Regions from separate parts of the Zea mays genome. Here region 1 is linked to region 2. Evidence: chromatin contacts called from public Hi-C data. All regions are on one chromosome and are shown on one strand. The core of a region is the stretch at or near the end of the contact, and the rest is flanking DNA. Distances in the headings are between cores, read along the strand shown.

Region 1 (4,501 bases), core at 970-3,469, 230 kb after region 2:
TTTTTTTTATGCCGACAAATTTAACTGTACATAGAAGATTTGGCAGCTTTCCATTTCAAATTGACAGTGAACAACTATAAAGTTATTTCAATGTGTACAGACCATAAATTTGACAAGTTTTCTATTATTTGCATTAAAATTCTAGTACGAAAAATCTTCAAATCTTCTCATTTGAATCTTCTTTTTTCCTGCCTACCATAAAAATTAACATGAGAGGTTAAACTGTTCAAGTAGGACACATAATACACGAATATAGGCAACAAATAATGAGTGACAACTGATAAGGTGCATGAAAATAAGAACAAATGTTTTGCCTCAGTTTTGGTACCACAAGTCATTCGAACAGCCCATGGAACCATTAGAAAGAATTCAGGAGGAACAAAATAGGTTAAAGAACTGGAAAAGAATTCAGTATAGGGTGAGATTGGTGACACGAGGATAAATAGCAGAAGCAACAAATGTGCAACAAATAATAGGGGTTCCATGGTTATGCATCATCAGGTATAACAGTCATGTACCAAACATCTCATAGGCAAGTAATCTAAACAACAACATAACAATAACAACAGTAACATCCATGTACCAAACACATCACAAGCAAGTAATTTGAACAGCAGCCCAGCAATGCAAAGCACCACCAAAACAACACTTGAACATGTTTATGTCTCATATTTAGTGCAGAAGAACTATCACATCACCAGCCTCCTATGCTATACAAAAATTAGTTGCCAAACCAGGACTTAGGGTATTCAACGTTTGCACCACAAATCAACAGAAGGACGATCTAGTTAACAACCCGGTGTTCCTTTTTCATTTGCACAAAGCAAAGGCCTTTAGCCTTGTTCTGTAGGAGGTAGCAAAGTGCAAACATGAGAGCCTCGTTTGAGAATACTTCAGTGGTCACCATACAGGCCAGGGTGGAGCTCATTGTTTTAAGGAGCCACCAGAGCCTCAACCACCTTACCAACAACCTCTGTCATGCCCAACATCAGTAAGTAGTCATCTTTCACTAGACCTCTTCATCTTCAAGTTGATGGGCTCGGATGGCTGACTAGGTTACTTCTCCTTGTCACATCCCATCCGACTGGACTCCCCTTTAGCACCATCAAGGTTAATGGGTTGGGCTTGCCCACCACTCACCCCACAATCTAGAGCCCATGTGACCCTAGTACATTGGCTAAAGCTCTCATTAGACCCCATGGAAAATCTGCTAGTTGCCTGGCCACTACCAAAGACGATTTGCATAGGCATGTAGTGCTCTAGGGGAGTATTGAGGTACTCAACATCCTTAGGGTGGTCCTATGGGTGAAATGAAGAGTAAGTACTAAACAAAAAATAGCTAGGAATATGGTTAGGCAAAGGTAATGATACGAGCCTCACCGACACACCTTCTATACCACAAAACAAAACAAGCAGCAATACACACAACAAGGCTAGCAACACGTCGACGACAGAGTTCGTGGTCCATCTAGAGTATAGTAATACTGAGGCATCAGGTCAGAGCAAGCACTAACATGAGGGATCAAACAGTTCATATGCACTAATGAAAATAACATTTTTCAAGCCATGAATGCCACATCCCGAAGGATGCTCCTCCGACGACTTGTAACAAACAACATAGACCATAACACATGTGTTCGGATTAATTTGATAAATTAACAACAAAGGCAACTTGCAATCTAATAGCATGTAGTATCACTCATGATCAAAGGAGCTACCTCAAAAATTGTAAGCAAATAACCAGAAGACAACCACAAAATGAAGAAGAAATATGGAGAGGGACTGAATGGGAAGCAAAGCTTCCAGGATGTACCACGCGGGTGTGAAGCAATCAGATACGAGGTCAACAAGATTGAAGCTCCTTTGCTGCACAAGGTCAAAAACATGTAGAGTTAGACACCCAAACAACATGATTAGGGTCGCCTGCCCTCATCCGGGAGTGCATCTCCTACACCTGGCCCAGCCCTCCCGACGAGATCCGTGGACATTGCTGCCGCCGAGAGATGACGTGTGGGCCTGCTGTGGCCTGACCCCACACGCCAGCCACCTAACTTTAAGACAGAGGAGTCGGTCGCCAGCCCTCATCCGGGCAACCAATCACGCGCCTAGTCTGTCTTGCCGGGGTAACATCCATTGCCATTTCGCACGCGCACACTCTCTCTGGTCTCTGGGTACTAGAATGCACCGAGCACAACTACCTTTCCGGCTTTGTTTCCTCTCTCTCCTCTCCACTTTCTTCTCCCCCTCACGGAGTGCAAGTGCGAGTGGGAGAGTGAGCGGCGGCGGCAGCGGCAGCGCAGCGGCAGTACAGTAGCCACGGCCCCTGTCGCCGCGTGGTGTGCCGTGCCCGTGCCCCCTCTCAGCCTCTCTCTCCCCCTTCCCTACCAGGCTACCCACCCAAAACCACAGAGAAAAGCAGGCCTGGGCACCACCACCGCTGCCTCGCCCCGAGCCAAGAGGAAGCCCCACCCCAAATGCCTTCCTCTTCCCCCTGCTACCGCCACAGCTTCCTCTTCCTGGCCCTTCTCTCGGCGTGCTTCTCGACACCGGGGGCAGCGGACGGCACCGGGGGAGCCGGCGACGGCGGGGATGCCGCGGCAATGCAGGCGCTGCGGCGGGACCTGGCGCCGCCAGGCTGGGGCCCGGGTGCGGACCACTGCGCGTGGCGCGGCGTCACCTGCGCAGCCGCGGGGGCCGGTGGCGTGGTCACCGCGATCGAGCTGCCGCGCCGGGGGCTCCGTGGGGACTTCGCCGCCGCCGCCGCACTCCGCGCGCTGGCGCGCCTCGACCTCTCCGCCAACTCGCTCAGCGGCGGCCTCTCGCCGGCGTTCGGCGCGCTCACCCGCCTCGAGTACCTCGACCTCTCAATGAACGCGCTCACCGGCGCCGTGCCGGCCGCGCTCGCTGGCGCGTCCGCGCTCCGGTTCCTGAACCTCTCCAACAACGCGCTCTCCGGCGCCATCCCCGACGATCTCAGGGGCCTCAAGAAGCTCCAGGAGCTGCAGATTTCGGGCAACAACCTCACCGGCTCCCTCCCCGGCTGGCTCGCGCGGCTCCCGGGCTTGCGCGTGCTGTCCGCCTACGAGAACGCGCTCTCCGGCCCGATCCCGCCGGGGCTCGGGCTCTCGTCGGAGCTCCAGGTTCTCAACCTCCACTCCAACGCCCTCGAGGGGAGCATCCCCAGCAGCCTCTTCGAGCTCGGCAACCTGCAAGTTCTCATCCTCACCATGAACCGGCTCAACGGCACCATCCCCGACACCATCGGCCGGTGCCGCGGCCTCTCCAACGTCCGCATCGGCGACAACCTCCTCTCCGGCGCCATCCCGGCGTCGATCGGGGACGCCACCGGCCTCACGTACTTCGAGGCCAACACAAACGACCTGTCCGGCGGGATCCCCACGCAGTTCGCGCGGTGCGCCAACCTGACTCTGCTCAATCTGGCGTACAACCGCCTTGCCGGCGAGGTGCCGGATGTTCTCGGAGAGCTCAGGAGCCTGCAGGAGCTCATCGTGTCTGGCAACGGCCTCTGCGGCGAGTTCCCGAAATCCATCCTGCGGTGCAGGAACCTGAGCAAGCTGGACTTGAGCTACAATGCGTTCCGCGGTGGCCTGCCGGAGAGCATCTGCAACGGCTCACGGATGCAGTTCCTTTTGCTCGACCACAATGAGTTCTCTGGAGGCATTCCAGCAGGAATCGGGGGCTGTACCCGGCTGCTCGAGCTGCATCTCGGTAGCAACAACCTCAGTGGTGAAATTCCAGCTGAGATAGGCAAGGTGAAAAGCCTGCAGATTGTGCTGAACCTTAGCTTCAATCACTTTACTGGGCCGCTGCCCCACGAGCTTGGGCGGCTTGATAAGCTGGTCATGCTGGACTTGTCAAGCAATGAGATGTCCGGTCAGATCCCAAGTGATATGAGAGGGATGCTGAGCTTGATTGAGGTCAATTTGTCAAACAACCGGTTCAGTGGCGCCATACCGGTTTTCGGACCGTTCCAGAAGAGTGCCGCCTCCAGCTTCTCCGGCAACGCCAAGCTGTGCGGCAACCCACTGAATGTGGACTGTGGATCAATTTATGGCTCCAATTATAGAATGGACCACAGGGGGATATCTTACAGGGTGGCTTTGGCAGTTGTTGGTTCCTGTGTGCTCATCTTCTCATTGGTGTCATTGGTGGTGGCGTTGTTCATGTGGCGTGAGAAGCAGGAGAAGGAGGAAGATGCGAAGAAGAAGGCCGAGGCAGGGGAGGTGGTGGTGGCAGCCCCGCAGGTCGTGGCCTCATCCGTGTTCATCGATAGCATGCAGCAGGCCATTGATTTCCAGAGCTGCATGAAGGCGACACTCAAAGATGCGAATGAAGTGAGCAACGGAACATTCAGCACTTCCTACAAAGCTGTCATGCCGTCTGGCATGGTGGTGTGTGTCAAGAAACTGAAGTCTGTCGACCGTGCGGTCATCCACCAGCAGACGAAGATGATCCGAGAGCTCGAGCGTCTTGCCCACAT
Region 2 (4,383 bases), core at 1,173-3,672:
ATGCCAAAGGGGGAGAAAGTATTAGTCTAAAGGAAAAGGACCGCACCACCACAAATTTCAAAAGTTTTTAAGGAAATTTGTAATTAGTACAAAAGAATTTCAATTGATATCTTATTTTAGAAAGAAATCTTTCAATTGGTATCTTATTTTTGATATATTTCAAATTGATATGACCACTTTCAAAAATTAGTATCTAAAACCCTCTTGAACACTAAGAGGAGAATTTTATTGAGGGGGAGTTTTGTTTAAGTCAAAGGAAAAGCATTTAAAACAGGGGGAGAAAAATTTCAAATCTTGAAAATGCTTCTCGAAATCTTATTCATGTACCTTTGACTATTTGCAAAAAGATTTTGAAAAGATTTTCCAAAAAGAATTTGCAGAAACAAAACAAATGGTGCAATTGTGGTAAAAAATGTTAAAAGAAAGCAATCCAGACATATCTAGTATAAGTATAAAATTGGTTTAATTCCAAGCAACCTTTGCACTTACATTATGCAAACTAGTTCAATTCTGCACTTATATATTTGCTTTGGTTTGTGTTGGCATCAATCACCAAAAAGGGGGAGATTGAAAGGGAAATAGGGTCAAACCTTTTTCTAAATGATTTTGGTGGTTGAAATGCCCAACACAAATAATTGGACTAACTAGTTTGCTCTAGATTATATGTTCTACAGGTGCTAAAGGTTAAACACAAACCAATAAAAAGATACAAGTTAGGGTTCAAAAGAAAGGAGCAAAAGAAACCGAAGAGAACCCTGGTCTGGCGCACCAGACTGTCCAGTGTGCCACCGGACAGTGTCCGGTGCACCAAGGGCGATCGACTCGAACTCTTCACCTTCGGGTTTTCTGCGCGGCCACTCCACTATAAATTCACCGGACTGTCCGGTGTGCCAAGCGAAGCAACGGTCGCCAGCGCAACAGTCGACTCCAACGGTCGGCTGACAACGTGAACAGTGTGCGCAGAGTCAGAGCAGCGCCATAAGGCGCACCGGACAGTGAACAGTAACTGTCCGGTTAGGCACCGGACTGTCCGGTGGCCCAAGCTGTTAGAGCTCCAACGGTCGAAATCGTCAGAACCCTAACGGTTGGGTGACGTGGGTGGTGCACCGGACAGTGTCCGGTGCGCCCATCGACAGCAGCCCTCCCCAACGACTGTTTTGGTGGTTGGGGCTATAAATACCCCCAACCACCACAACTCAAGGCATCCAAATATTCACTACTCCCCATTCAATACAAGAGCAATACACAACACTCCAAGACACAAATCAAAGCCTCCGATCAAATCAAAGTCCACAATTCAACTCTAGTTTTTAGGACTTGTGAGAAGATCGACTTGTGTTCTTTTGTTGCTTTTGTTGCTTGATTGGCTTTCTTCTTTCTCTCATTCTTACTCTCAAAGCCTCGTAAGCGAAGCAAGAGACACCAATTATGTGGTGGTCCTTGCGGGGTCTAAGTGACCCGGGAAATCAAGGAAGAAAGCTCACTCGGTCTAGGTGACCGTTTGGGAGAGGGAAAGGGTTGAAAGAGACCCGGTCTTTGTGACCAACTCAATGGGGACTAGGTTTGCAAGAACCGAACCTCGGTAAAACAAATCACCGTGTCATCCGCTCTATTTCTTTGGTTGATTTGTTTTCGCCCTCTCTTTCGGACTCGGTTTTAATTCTAATGCTAACCCGGCTTGTAGTTGTGCTTTAAGTTTGTAAATTTCAGATTTGCCTATTCACCCCCTCTAGGCGACTTTCAAAGAGGTCATGCGCATGGTGAAGTATGCTCCACAACAACAGGTCCGCGCGACAGTGGCGGACATCCGTTGGTAGGGGGTGTTCGCGGCAGAGGAGGCAGGCGAAGGGATCACGAGCGAGGGCGGAAACGCACCCGGGCGAGGGCATGATAGCGCGGAGTCACACACATTATACTTTTAATAAAGTAGTATAGATAATTAATAATATGTACGGTTGCCTGGCAGCCGTAGGTGCTGTTTGTATTACTGCAGCTACAATTTATAGAGATAAAATACCGTAATAGATTATCATCTTGTTGACCGTGACAGCGATCACCGATCATAGTGCGGCTGATGATGTAATATTTAGTTTTCAATTCCAAGTTTTTGCATATACCTGGTTCCACTTGATTTACCGTGCATTGTATCAGAAACTATGTTTCGATTATTCAATGCATTGTGTTTTTATTAGGTATTTTAATTATTATATAATCAAATTACGCAAATAAAGAAAATGAAAACAGCTACCTGTCTCACGTGGGACTGACTGTCAGAGACAGACCCTTTGCTTCGGAACCGCAGCAAAGCTCGAACTCGATCCGGGGCTCCGAGCCATTCGATCTCCAATCGGACGGCCTAGACGGCTCCCTTCCTCTCCTTGCCACACTTGCGCTCCTCTCCGAGTTGTCGTCTCCGTCGCTGCTGGCTGCTGCGCCACTCCCCCAGCCCCGAGATCTGCTCAACAATGGCGACGCGGCGCCACATCCTCCTCCTCGCCGCTGCCTTCGTGTCCCTTCTCGCGCTCGAGGCTGTGGAGGGCCTCGAAGAGGGGCCCCGCGGGCGCCGGCTGCTGGTCCTGCTGGACGACCTGGCCGTGCGGTCGTCGCACTCGGCCTTCTTCGGCTCGCTCCAGGCGCGCGGGTTCGATCTCGAATTCCGCCTCGCCGACGACCCCAAGCTCTCGCTGCACCGCTACGGCCAGTACCTCTACGATGGCCTCGTGCTGTTCGCCCCCTCCACCCCACGTAATCGTTCATTTCCTGCCTCGCCTGTTGGAGATACGATCTGTGTTTGTCGGGGTGTTCTGGTGATAGATTGGACGGGAATAGAGATCATTTGTTGCGGAGTCTGACTGCTTTTCTGATCTGATCCGTGCTCGTGGATTGGTGTGGTTCTGTGATATGTTGCGGGTAGGGGCAAATTCGGGATTTTCGGAGTACAGTTTCCCGTGACCGGAGGATTCATGCAACAAGGCTCACCTGAAAATTGACCGTGGTCAGTTTGTTCTAGTTGAAAGCAGCGGACCTTAGGGGTATCAATTACTTCCCACCGAGATTGATTAGATTATTACAGCTCTTTGTTCGACTAAACTACTGAATGTCCCTTGATCTCTGCCCATGATGATGTAGTAGTTGATTCAACCCTATTTGTTTCTAAAGCCAGTCTTTATTCCATGGCAGGTTTTGGTGGATCAGTGGACCAGAACGCAGTCCTTGAATTTATTGATGCTGGGCTTGATATGATCCTGGCGGCAGATTCCTCTGCCTCTGATCTTATTCGTGGCATTGCGACAGAGTGTGGGGTTGATTTTGATGAGGCAAGTATTTTCTGTGGCATACTGGCCTGACATCTTCCTACAGTAACATTTCTGTTGACCTCAGTGAGCCAACAGTTTGTGTCTTGATGATTTCAGGATCCAGAGGCAATGGTTATTGACCACATTAACTATGCCGCTATGGATGTTGAAGGCGATCACACCTTGATTGTTGGTGATGATCTTATTCAGTCAGATGTCATACTGGGGTCTAAAAAGATTGAGGTTAGTAGTGACGCTAAGAATCTTCATAACCCTCTAACCTTTTACACATTTTCTAGTTCATTGGATTAAACCAAGTTGAGGCTGAATCTTTGTCTGCACTCTTATTCTGAATTTATCAATAGACAGCTCTGTTTTTCGCATGGGGCTTCATTGTATCCATAATTTCATATATAAGCAATAAGCATTTACAGTTAGCAGGCCTTCTATTGATCTTTGCTACCACAACACTACAACAGTGATAATCTTGACCTAATCTTGTTGGTCATACTGCCTAATTCAGTAAAAGCGTGCATATACATTATGTCTTCAATCTGCTGCTCCGTACATCTGTGTCGACGCCTATATTCAGCCTGATCGGAATTGCTGGCTGCAGCAGTGCTGTAGCTGCTGCTGCAGCCTGCCTGCCTGCAGCTGCAGGTACTGTGCTTTGTAGAACAAAATAAGCAGCCACAGCCGATGCAGCGCTGTGAAAATCACAGCCAAGCAGACTCAGTTCACTCTTGCTTACTTTATTGAGTTTTCCCATGATTAACCAATTGGTAGTACTCGATTTCAAATTATAAGACATTTCGGTTTTTGTGGGTACATTGGTTTCATTATGTATCTAGAATTAGTGTATATCTAAATGTATAGTAAAAACTACGTATCTAGAAAAGCCAAAACATCTTATAATTTGGAATGGAGGGAGTACTAAGATAATTATATCCAAAAATCTGTCTGTTCCTATTAAGAATTGGCTAATTATATATCTGGAGTTCATTACTGACTAGAGTAGGCTTAGCTATAATGCGATTTCTTAACATTGGGTGTTCATGAGGATATGGTGTAAACTTGCCAAGTGCTC

What was found. A called contact is a pair of places that touch in the nucleus more often than the background predicts.
Region 1: a contact with region 2 is called in a Hi-C map of ear, with 3 times the contacts expected there. The contact joins the promoter of LOC100304354 here to the promoter of LOC100191802 in region 2. A contact is called at or near these places in 4 of 25 Hi-C or Micro-C datasets (ear, leaf and tassel).

Annotation. Positions count from the first base shown.
Region 1 is chr2:165,684,081-165,688,581 of Zm-B73-REFERENCE-NAM-5.0, forward strand. LOC100304354 reads left to right here and starts at 2,220. Exons shown (of 2, transcript NM_001368191.1): 1 at 2,220-4,501. The coding sequence starts at 2,475.
Region 2 is chr2:165,453,388-165,457,770 of Zm-B73-REFERENCE-NAM-5.0, forward strand. It overlaps LOC100191802 (dolichyl-diphosphooligosaccharide--protein glycosyltransferase 48 kDasubunit), which reads left to right and starts at 2,423. Exons shown (of 13, transcript NM_001137227.1): 1 at 2,423-2,745; 2 at 3,181-3,317; 3 at 3,414-3,539. The coding sequence starts at 2,466.